3 separate regions of the Mus musculus genome follow, and all the other regions are linked to region 3. A link is a contact called in public HiChIP or PLAC-seq data. All regions are on one chromosome and are shown on one strand. Each heading gives the region's core, a stretch centred on a gene start, on an enhancer-like site or on the middle of the called end of the contact. The rest is flanking DNA. Distances are from core to core; before and after follow the strand shown. Region 1 overlaps Arhgef10l (Rho guanine nucleotide exchange factor (GEF) 10-like). Region 2 holds the start of Arhgef10l (Rho guanine nucleotide exchange factor (GEF) 10-like). Region 3 overlaps Igsf21 (immunoglobulin superfamily, member 21).

Region 1 (2,816 bases), core at 49-2,548, 540 kb after region 3:
GGACCGGGCGTCCCTAAGTGGGCAAAAGCCCCACCCACCAAGATCCTACCCTGGTGACATGCCAACAGGAGGCAACATGCCGAGATAAACCGAGGCTGACAGGGACTCTCAGGGTTTCAAGGGAAGGCTCCAGAGTCACACGGGACAGTGCTCACACCTAACACGCAACCGTGCGACTTTGGGCTGACTGCTCACGTTTGCCCGCCTCATCTGTACAATGGAGATAAATTAGCCTGCGCCTTACTTACAAAACAACTAAACCAGATGATGGGCCGCGGTGCCTGTGGTGCCAGTGGTGGGACGGTGTGCCCGTGGTGGGACATGGTGCCCATGGTGAGCCGCGGTGCCCATGGTGGAACGCGGTGCCCGAGGTGGGACGTGATGCCCGTGGTTAGGACTCCAGCCCTGTAGGCCCCGTTCATGTCTCCCTGCTTTGGGGCTCTATAGGGCGTGGCTTGCCCACAGAGGCTGTACTCAGAGTGGGCGGGTCCTTGAGACCTGCCTGACATCTTGTCATCCCCACATGAGGTGTGGGCTTGCCATCTCTGAAACACAGCTCCCCATGGGGCAACCTCCCTCCATGGCCTCATGTGACCCGGGTTAATCAAATCCTGGACCTGACCCATGTGGTTTTCCCGGACACTCCAAGAAACTGACGCCCTGAAAGCTTTCAATCCGACCAAGTAAGTGGCTCCGGGAAGACCCACGCCCTGCTTCCCATCACCAGAGGCCCGGGAGACTACAAAGACAAAGTTCAAGGCTGAAAGATCTGTCCTGTGAGCCCCTCCCTGAGGTTACTCAATCTCCTGCGTCTGCACCTGAGAAAGCGTGTTTCATCCACCCTCTTAGGCTCTGTGACCTTGGGCAGGTTGCTTAACCTCTCTGAGTCTCTGAACTCCTCCTTCATAAAAAAAGAACTGAGCAGTGAACAGGAGGAAGCAAGCAAGATTCAGACACCAGGCTCGTCCTCGGGGGCTTGTACCAGCTTCAAAGGGTTTCCTGTGTCTCCTCCTCTTCCTCCTCACCCAATAGGTCCTCGGGATGAAAATTCTGATTGTGCATTCCCTTGGGACCCAAACATTTGAACGGCCCCAAAGTCCTTCCAGGTGACTCGGAGGTCTCCCATGAGTGGTCAGAGTCCTCCCCCAGCCTCCCCTTGCTCTCCTACCCCCTCCTCAGCTGCGAATCTCTGCTCTGCATCTGCGCCTGTATCCAGAAGGCGCTAACTAGACAGGCGTCAGACAGATGGACCTCTGCACACTTCTGGCAACCTCTTGGCAAGACCGAAGGAGGTCACCAAGGTCACGGACAAGGTAGCTTGCTGCCCTACCTCCCTTTACACAGCTGGGCGTGGTGGGAGCCTCTCCTGGCTACACAGCCAGAATAATGCTTGCACCTCTGACTTAGGGTTGATCTTCCCAGATCCCAACCCTAGAACTGCATGCAGGTCAGGTTCCTCACAAGTGGGCTCCCAGACTCTCATGTGGCCCCTGCGCAAACCTCTAAATGTGACCTCGTGCTGAACCAAATCCCGTTCCCCCCCCAAGCCATCCCTCAACTCCCCCACAAACTGGCGCATTCACTAACACTGCCACCAACCATGTATACAAAAGAAAAATCTACAAGTCACCTGATTTCTTCCTCCCTCCACCCGCCCTCTGCATAAAGTCTTAGTTTGCAATTCTAGCTGATTCTATCTCAGACACATAACCCTGATCCCACGCTTATCCAAGCTCCCTGGCACAACCTGAACCTATACCCTGGTTCCCCATGGCCCAGGGAGCCTACAGCCTCGCCCAGCAGATTGCTAAAATCTTCAAGTGACTATGGCAACTCACGGAGACTGAGGTAGGTGGAGCACAGAGCATGTGTGCCAGTGTATGGCTCAAACCTTCCTGAACTCCCACGCTGTCTCCATCCATTTATCCCCTCCACTGACTTGAAACTATGGCCTCCCTACCCTGAGTCTGGCCCTCAGCCCTGGATACCCAGGCAAATGCCTCCAAGTCGTGGCCACTCAGTCCAAGTGTCTCAGATAAATTATCAGCAGACAGGCTACTGCTTAACGGATCACAGAGGTGGGGAGGTGAGATCTAGCTGATATCCTGAGGTGGTTGTTGTTGCCTGCCCTGGGAAGGGACTGTGAGATCTCAGTTTCTCCCAGTTTCTTTCCTCTCTGGCAAACACTCCCACCATTACAATGCCATCTGCCATCTGTTGTGAGCCTGTCATCAAAGCTCAGTATGCCAAGGCACTTGTCACCAAGCCTGACAACCTGAGCTCAATCCCCAGGACCCAAGTAGTAGAAGAAAAAGACTTGACTACCTCTAGTTTGTCTCTGACATCCACAAAAGCATCAAGACACACACACACACACACACGCACACACACACACACACACACACACACGCTAAAGAAATTCATGTAAGGCATAAGTAAAAAGAATGTTACCTAAAAATATGTCATTCTGGTGTAAGAATTCTTTTGATCTAAAGGCCCTGCGCAAGCAGGGGGACAGCCCTGTGCAAGCAGAGGGGACAGGAGTGTCTCTGCCTGCTCCCTTCTGTCTACAAGCAGGGCCTACATTTCCCTTTGTGACAGGGACATAAATCTCTCTCCCTTAAACAGGAAGCAGAGGAATGTTGTCTGCCTAAGAGGCCTACTGAACATGTGTGATGGGCGACCTTGATGTTCAACTGGACAGATTGCAGAGAACCCCAGGAGCCCTATTTCTGGTCCATCTACAAGGGTCTTTCTAGAGAGGCTGACTGAGGAGAGGACACACACACACATACACACACACAAGATCGTGGACA
Region 2 (2,738 bases), core at 133-2,632, 560 kb after region 3:
TCTCCAGGGTCCTCCAGACCAAAACCTGTAGAGATGAGGAGGTCTTCTCCCAGGGAAAGGAGAGACCCTTGAATCCTTGCTGTCTCATAGCCATGTGGCCTCAGGCAGGATGCCTGACCTCGATAGGCCTTGGTCCCATAACTACAGGGTCAGTCACCACCACGGGGGTGGTTGTTCCCGCCCTGTCCAGTTAGCCAGGCTGTTGTGAGTGCCCTAGGGGGCCAGTAACATAGATAACTTTGTAAACTGTCAAGTACCTTGGTGAGACGCTGCCTCATTGATCACCAGAGTCCCTCCACAGAAAGCAAGAGGAGGCGGGGGACATGGTAATAATGGGAAAGAAGAAGCTGACTTAGGATCGAGGCTCCTCTTGTCCTCTGCCACGCCCACCCTGCCTCCTCCTTAAACCCCAGCTCCCCTTTTCTCCATCCATGAGAGGGGCTACTTCGCCCCTCTAGGCCTGTGATCAGAATAGCACGGACTCATTGGGGTTACTGAAAGATTAAGCTCGTCACACAGGCACTGCACTGTGCTAGCCAAATGAAAGCATGAAACGGGGACCCAGTTGAGTTCATTATGTTATCATTGGCCAGATGTTGACCAAACAATGAAATAGATCCTTTGAAACCAGTGAGCCGTCCATCACCAGAGGCAGTCAAGCTATGGCTAAAAAGCAACCTGTCAGAGACGCAGGGCAAGGCTGCCTAGTGACCTTTAAAATGCCACCCAACCACAAACGGGTACAATCTCTGCCAAGGAAGCTGTATAAACTGTAGTCCCTCCCTTTAGATGGGAAAGGCAGGGATGGGAAGGGACAGGACTGGCAGAGGAGGCCACCAGGGTATGAACACGGGAGAAACAAGCAGGCAGCCATGGAGCAGCAAGGAAGACCGAGAGTGGATCACTAGTGTCCAGCCACTGTGCCACCTCAGCATTCTCCGGGGGTTCGGAGCCTCAATTTTCCAACTATAACGATATTCTGAAGCCACAGAAAGCCTTCTCAACCTCCGTAAGCCTAAAAATAGGGTAGGGAACTCCCACCACACACCTGTGCTCCTGGATCCTTCCATGTCCCTCCTCCCACATCGTCCTCGTTAGCCCCCAAGCCTCCTTGTCATCTCAGGGAGAGCCGGGAACCCCAGAGCCCAAAGGTGTCAACGCAGGAGACCCTCACTACCTCCATCACATTCAAAGAACCTCTTCCAACTCTGCAAAGAACGAAGAGGGCTTAACTGGGAGAGACTGACCGACCTGGATTGCGCACAGTCCAACTGTGGTCCTCAGGGGAGAAGATGCCAGTGACCGGGGCAGGCGCCACCAGCGGGCAAGCATCTGGTGGGGAAGCTGCTGGTGGACTGAGCAGGAGCCTCAGGTCTGACACACTCGGGCTCCTGAGCCAGGCTTGGCTGGGCTTGCTGACAACCCAGCTGTATGAGTCATTAACCCGCCAGACCTGCTGGGCCGGTGCATTGGACACGGAGGCGGGCAGAGGGTGAAGGCGGAAGACTGGAGGACTGGAGGGGGCCCTGGCCTCTACCACCAGGAAGGGTTAGGCTGAGTCAGTCCCAACCTGGCTGGGCATATATCCCTCAGCCCAGCCCGGGAGGCCCAGGGAGTTAGCCAGGGTAGAAAGGAGAAAAAAAAAAAAAAAAAAAAAAAACAAAGATGGGTTTTCAAGGAGTGCTGAGCCCAGGGGATCTGCTGTCCCCTGGTAGGATGGGGCTCAAGACAGGACTCCGGGATGGGTGGGGCCCTATATGATCTAGATCCTTTAACCAGGTAAGATGGGAAGGGCCAGGAGGAAAGATCTTCTCCAGGACAGCTAAGTGACAGCTGTGTGGCCTCAGACAAGCGGTCTGGTCTCTCTGAGTCTCAGTTATCTGCTTGTTAAACTGCAGGCATAATAATAGTAATAATAATAGCCTCTGAATGATAGCACTAGGAACAGGGTCACCACCACGGGCTTCTGGCTCCTAGGGACAGCAGCTCAGGTCACAGAGTGTGTCTTTGGTGATGCAGGATAGGGGAATGGCTTTGCCAAAGTCATCTTCCTCGCTGTCGGTGTGGATGAGCACAGATTTGACCAACATCTCGCTTGCTCGTCAAGAACACAGGCATCTGAACATCAGGAAAGTCCATTGATCACAGTTGCTCCGCCTACTCCTTGAGCCCCAGGAAAGCCCAGCTGGAGACACAAAGGTAGCCCCACCCTCTCGCACCAAATCCATGCAGATCCATGGCGGTGAGCATGACTGAGCTCATAGTAAAAGACCAAAGCAGTTCTGTGCCCTCCACCGAGACTCCAGAGCCTGAGGTGTTAGATCAGGGACAGGCAACTGCAATCCTAGGGCTACATCTGGCCTGCCCTTGCTTGCCTAAAATAAATATACATGTATCTGAATGTGATCACTTATCATCGCAGCCTTGGGGATACTGAGGCAGGAAGATCTCTGGGAGTCAGAAGCCAGCCCTAGGCTGCATGGTAAGTTCCACTTGTGGAGACGCTGTCACTAAAACGCAAAGCGAACAGAAAAACATGCATTTGATCCTCCTCCTCTCTTTCCAGGGGTTCTGTAGACACCGAAGCCTAGCTGAGTCCTGACAGAGACTGCAGTTCCCAGTAGCCCCAGGGAGTTACACTGGCCTGTTAGGAAGAAAACCTGACAATGGTGACTCTGATGTTGGTGATGATAGTGGTAGTGGTGATGATGGTGATGATGGTGATAGTGGTGATGATG
Region 3 (2,946 bases), core at 240-2,739:
ACCATTGTCTGCCTACTCGGAGTGGCCTTGTCCCTTTCTGGGCACCTTCCCACCTCCACTGAACATACCGTGTCTCCACTCAGAGCTCCAGTCCCCCCTCCCACCAGCCATATCCACTTTGCCTCAAAGCCACTTTTGACTTCAGATCCACTTTCAATGCCACTGTGGCCACCATCTCCTCAGCCCTGCCAGCTGAGTCACCTCGGCGTGTGTCTGAGCAAGTCCTCAGACAGCTCCGGCTTCACTGTTGCAATGGTTAGCTATATATCTGTTTGGACTCCACTTCCCCTCTTTCTAGACTCCACCATATACTGTCTCTCTCTAAATGTCAAACAGACTCTGGGGTGCTGAGGAGGGGAGGAGGGACTGACCCTCGGGGAAACCTAGCTGTCTGGTGAAAGCATGGGGAAGGACAGACAGGTTTTAATGCCTGATGGGGACTCCATGGTATCCAATTTCTAGTGTACACGTCAGAGCCACTGGGGACAATCACTTCCTTCAGTGTCTACCTGCCAATGCCCCACCCCCACCCCACTTTCTGCTATCATATATCATAGCAGTATGCTCAGCTCATGCTGTGCTCAAACAGCCAGTCGGTCTCCGTGGGTGAGAGAACACGTGCTACCAAGTGTTTGTGGGACTCTGGTACCAGGCCCCAGCGTCCTCCGGGGATCACTTAGCTTTCTTGTCTCAGTAACCAGGGTGAACTTTCAAATGCAGGTCATGGTGGGCCAGCTGCTCTCCGTGGCTCCCCGTGGCTCCCGGGGTGCTGAGGGTAAATTGCTACTTTGTTATTTCCTCTGCCCTGGCCATGCTCCGCCCCAGGCAGCCCTTCTCACCCCAGGGCCTTTGTGCTTGCTCTGCCTGCTTTTTGGAGTGACCCCTGCTTTCCTGCCCCACCCTCTGTGCATGACTGTTTGCACTCTAGTTCTCAGCTTGGATGTCTTCTGTGACACACGGGCCCTATTCCCTGCGACCCACCCTTGATCAGGAGTGCCCTGATTTGCATGGCCTCTATTTGCATGGTCCCTATTTGCATGACCCTTATTTACATGGCTGTGATTTGCAAGGTAGAGATTGCACCCTGGAAGTTGCTTGGATAAAGGCTCAAACTAAGCCTGGCCAAACCCATGCAGGGGACAGCACAACTACTGCCTAAGTGTGAAGACTAGAGTCTATCCTCACAGTCAAGTTATTGGCTGGACTAGTGAAGTGGCTAGGCTCTCAGGTAGGAGAGCACGTTTCAGTGTACGACATAGAGAGAGAGATCGAGGAAGCATCATTCTGCATACCCGTGTGTCCCCACACAAGTCACACACACACACACACACACACACACACACACACACACACACACACACGGACACGGACACGGACACGGACACGGACACGGACACTTTACAGCTCCTTGCTTTACCCTGTTCTCTAGTTAAGGCCCCGCCCATTCCCTACTCCTGTTAAGGCCCCGCCCACCCCCTACTCCTGTCTAAGGAGCGAATCCTCCACTCCCAGCCAGTCCCTTCCCCACTACCCCGAATCCCTCACACACTGAATGGACGAACCCTCGAGCCCAAGGTAGCATCACAAGGACTCACACCTGCGTCCGCAGGAGGCAGGCACCCTGTCGTCGACCAGCTTCTGCCGATCGCGTCCCACCAGCTGGGGACAAACACGGGGAGTCCCTGGGGCTCCTTGAGGCTCCCCAGGAAATTGTTCTCTGCCGGTTTCTGGTAATATTCCCAGCCTCATTCTCACCCCGCTTTCCCAGCTGAAGAGGAAGCAGCTGAACAGCTGTGGAGCTGGGACTCTGGGCTGAGATGCATTAATTTGTAAATATCTTCATTTATATGTAAATGCGGAGCCCGGAGCCCCGCCGCTGGCCCTAATGGGGCCTTGCAGCCTGGTACTGCGGCTCTTCCTTCACTGGCTGGCCACGGGAAGATGTTCCCAACACTGCTTGATTTCATTAAGTCTCTTCTTTCACTGGCCCCTGTGTCCCCTACATATGGTGGCTCTGCTCCCCGGAGTGCCCTCTGCTCAGGATACCCAGGTGTCTCAGAGTGCAGAAACTCAGCATGAACATGGAGGACTAAAGGAGCCCGGCACATAAATCCTAGGACTGAACTTAAGTCCATGCTGCTGTGTGACTTTGGAAAAGTCCTATACCCTCTCTGGGCCTTATTTTCATTAACTGTAAAACAAAGACGGCACCATGGTATAGGTGTAGGAAGAGGTGGTTTGGGGTTTGATCAAGTTCATGTCATTCCAATGGGAGACCCTTAGCTGGGTCATCCCTTGGCCTTACTGAACTGTGACCCCTTCTGTAAAATAAAATGCAGAAAAGGGGGAGTTAAAAATGTTACTTTTCCAAGTTCAAGGGGTTAGCTGAAGATAGAGAGCAGCAGAAGAGATAGAAGTGTGTACATAGGGGCTTTCAGGATGGGGGATCCCGTGCAAAATTGGCTTTGCCTTGCGGTGGGGAGAGAGGGTTGCTTGAAGCTTAGGGGTGAACACCTTCAGCTCAGAGTTATGTTTGGGGACCAGGAAACTCTGACCCCAGGTCACCTGTCCACCGAATGGGTCAGCCAGCATTTGACTTGGAGAAAATGGGCACCAATGTCTAACACATTCCATTCTAGGATTACAGGAAGATAGTCTAGTCAGCCTGCTTTCGGGGGGCGGGGGAGGGGCGGGGGGCTGGGAGGCTGGGGGGGGGAACTGGCTCAAGATCACTGGGTAGGAAGTGGCTGTGCCAGGATTTGAAGCCTTCAGGCACCTGCTGGCTTTCTCAAAGCTGGTGAGCACGGCTGGAAGCAGGTGTGTGGGGCGTGGGGGTGGGCATGGGGGAGGCCTGGGGTTTCCTTGTGGTCTGAGGAATCAAAGCTAGGCAGGCCTCTGGAGGGCACACCTATAGGCAGAAGCAGACTGCAAAGGAGGGATTTGTTG

What was found. HiChIP or PLAC-seq counts read pairs in DNA pulled down with a chosen protein or histone mark.
Region 1: a contact with region 3 is called in an H3K4me3 HiChIP or PLAC-seq map of embryonic stem cells, with 4 times the contacts expected there. The contact joins two enhancer-like sites. A contact is called at or near these places in 3 of 115 datasets of contacts at active chromatin or transcription factors (astrocytes, embryonic forebrain and embryonic stem cells).
Region 2: a contact with region 3 is called in an H3K27ac HiChIP or PLAC-seq map of embryonic stem cells, with 3 times the contacts expected there. The contact joins the promoter of Arhgef10l here to the enhancer-like site in region 3. A contact is called at or near these places in 3 of 39 promoter capture datasets (hippocampal neurons, liver and pre-B cells), 6 of 484 Hi-C or Micro-C datasets (B cells, the N1E-115 cell line, cardiomyocytes and 2 more), 5 of 115 datasets of contacts at active chromatin or transcription factors (embryonic basal ganglia and embryonic stem cells) and 1 of 9 other capture datasets (embryonic stem cells).

Annotation. Positions count from the first base shown.
Region 1 is chr4:140,639,628-140,642,443 of GRCm38.p6, forward strand. All of the region lies in intron 1 of Arhgef10l (Rho guanine nucleotide exchange factor (GEF) 10-like), which reads right to left. Among named protein-coding and RNA genes, the nearest start is that of Arhgef10l, 25 kb to the right of the region's middle. Within about 2 kb of position 1,299, at least 19 of the 459 cell types and tissues checked have an H3K27ac peak or open chromatin away from gene starts, as enhancers often do. A contact at or near this core is called in embryonic stem cells, where this site is marked.
Region 2 is chr4:140,664,505-140,667,242 of GRCm38.p6, forward strand. It overlaps Arhgef10l (Rho guanine nucleotide exchange factor (GEF) 10-like), which reads right to left and starts at 1,383. Exons shown (of 29, transcript NM_001290803.1): 1 at 1,252-1,383.
Region 3 is chr4:140,102,017-140,104,962 of GRCm38.p6, forward strand. All of the region lies in intron 3 of Igsf21 (immunoglobulin superfamily, member 21), which reads right to left. Among named protein-coding and RNA genes, the nearest start is that of Gm52685, 33 kb to the left of the region's middle. RefSeq lists an enhancer at 854-2,946. Within about 2 kb of position 1,490, at least 46 of the 459 cell types and tissues checked have an H3K27ac peak or open chromatin away from gene starts, as enhancers often do. A contact at or near this core is called in embryonic basal ganglia and embryonic stem cells, where this site is marked.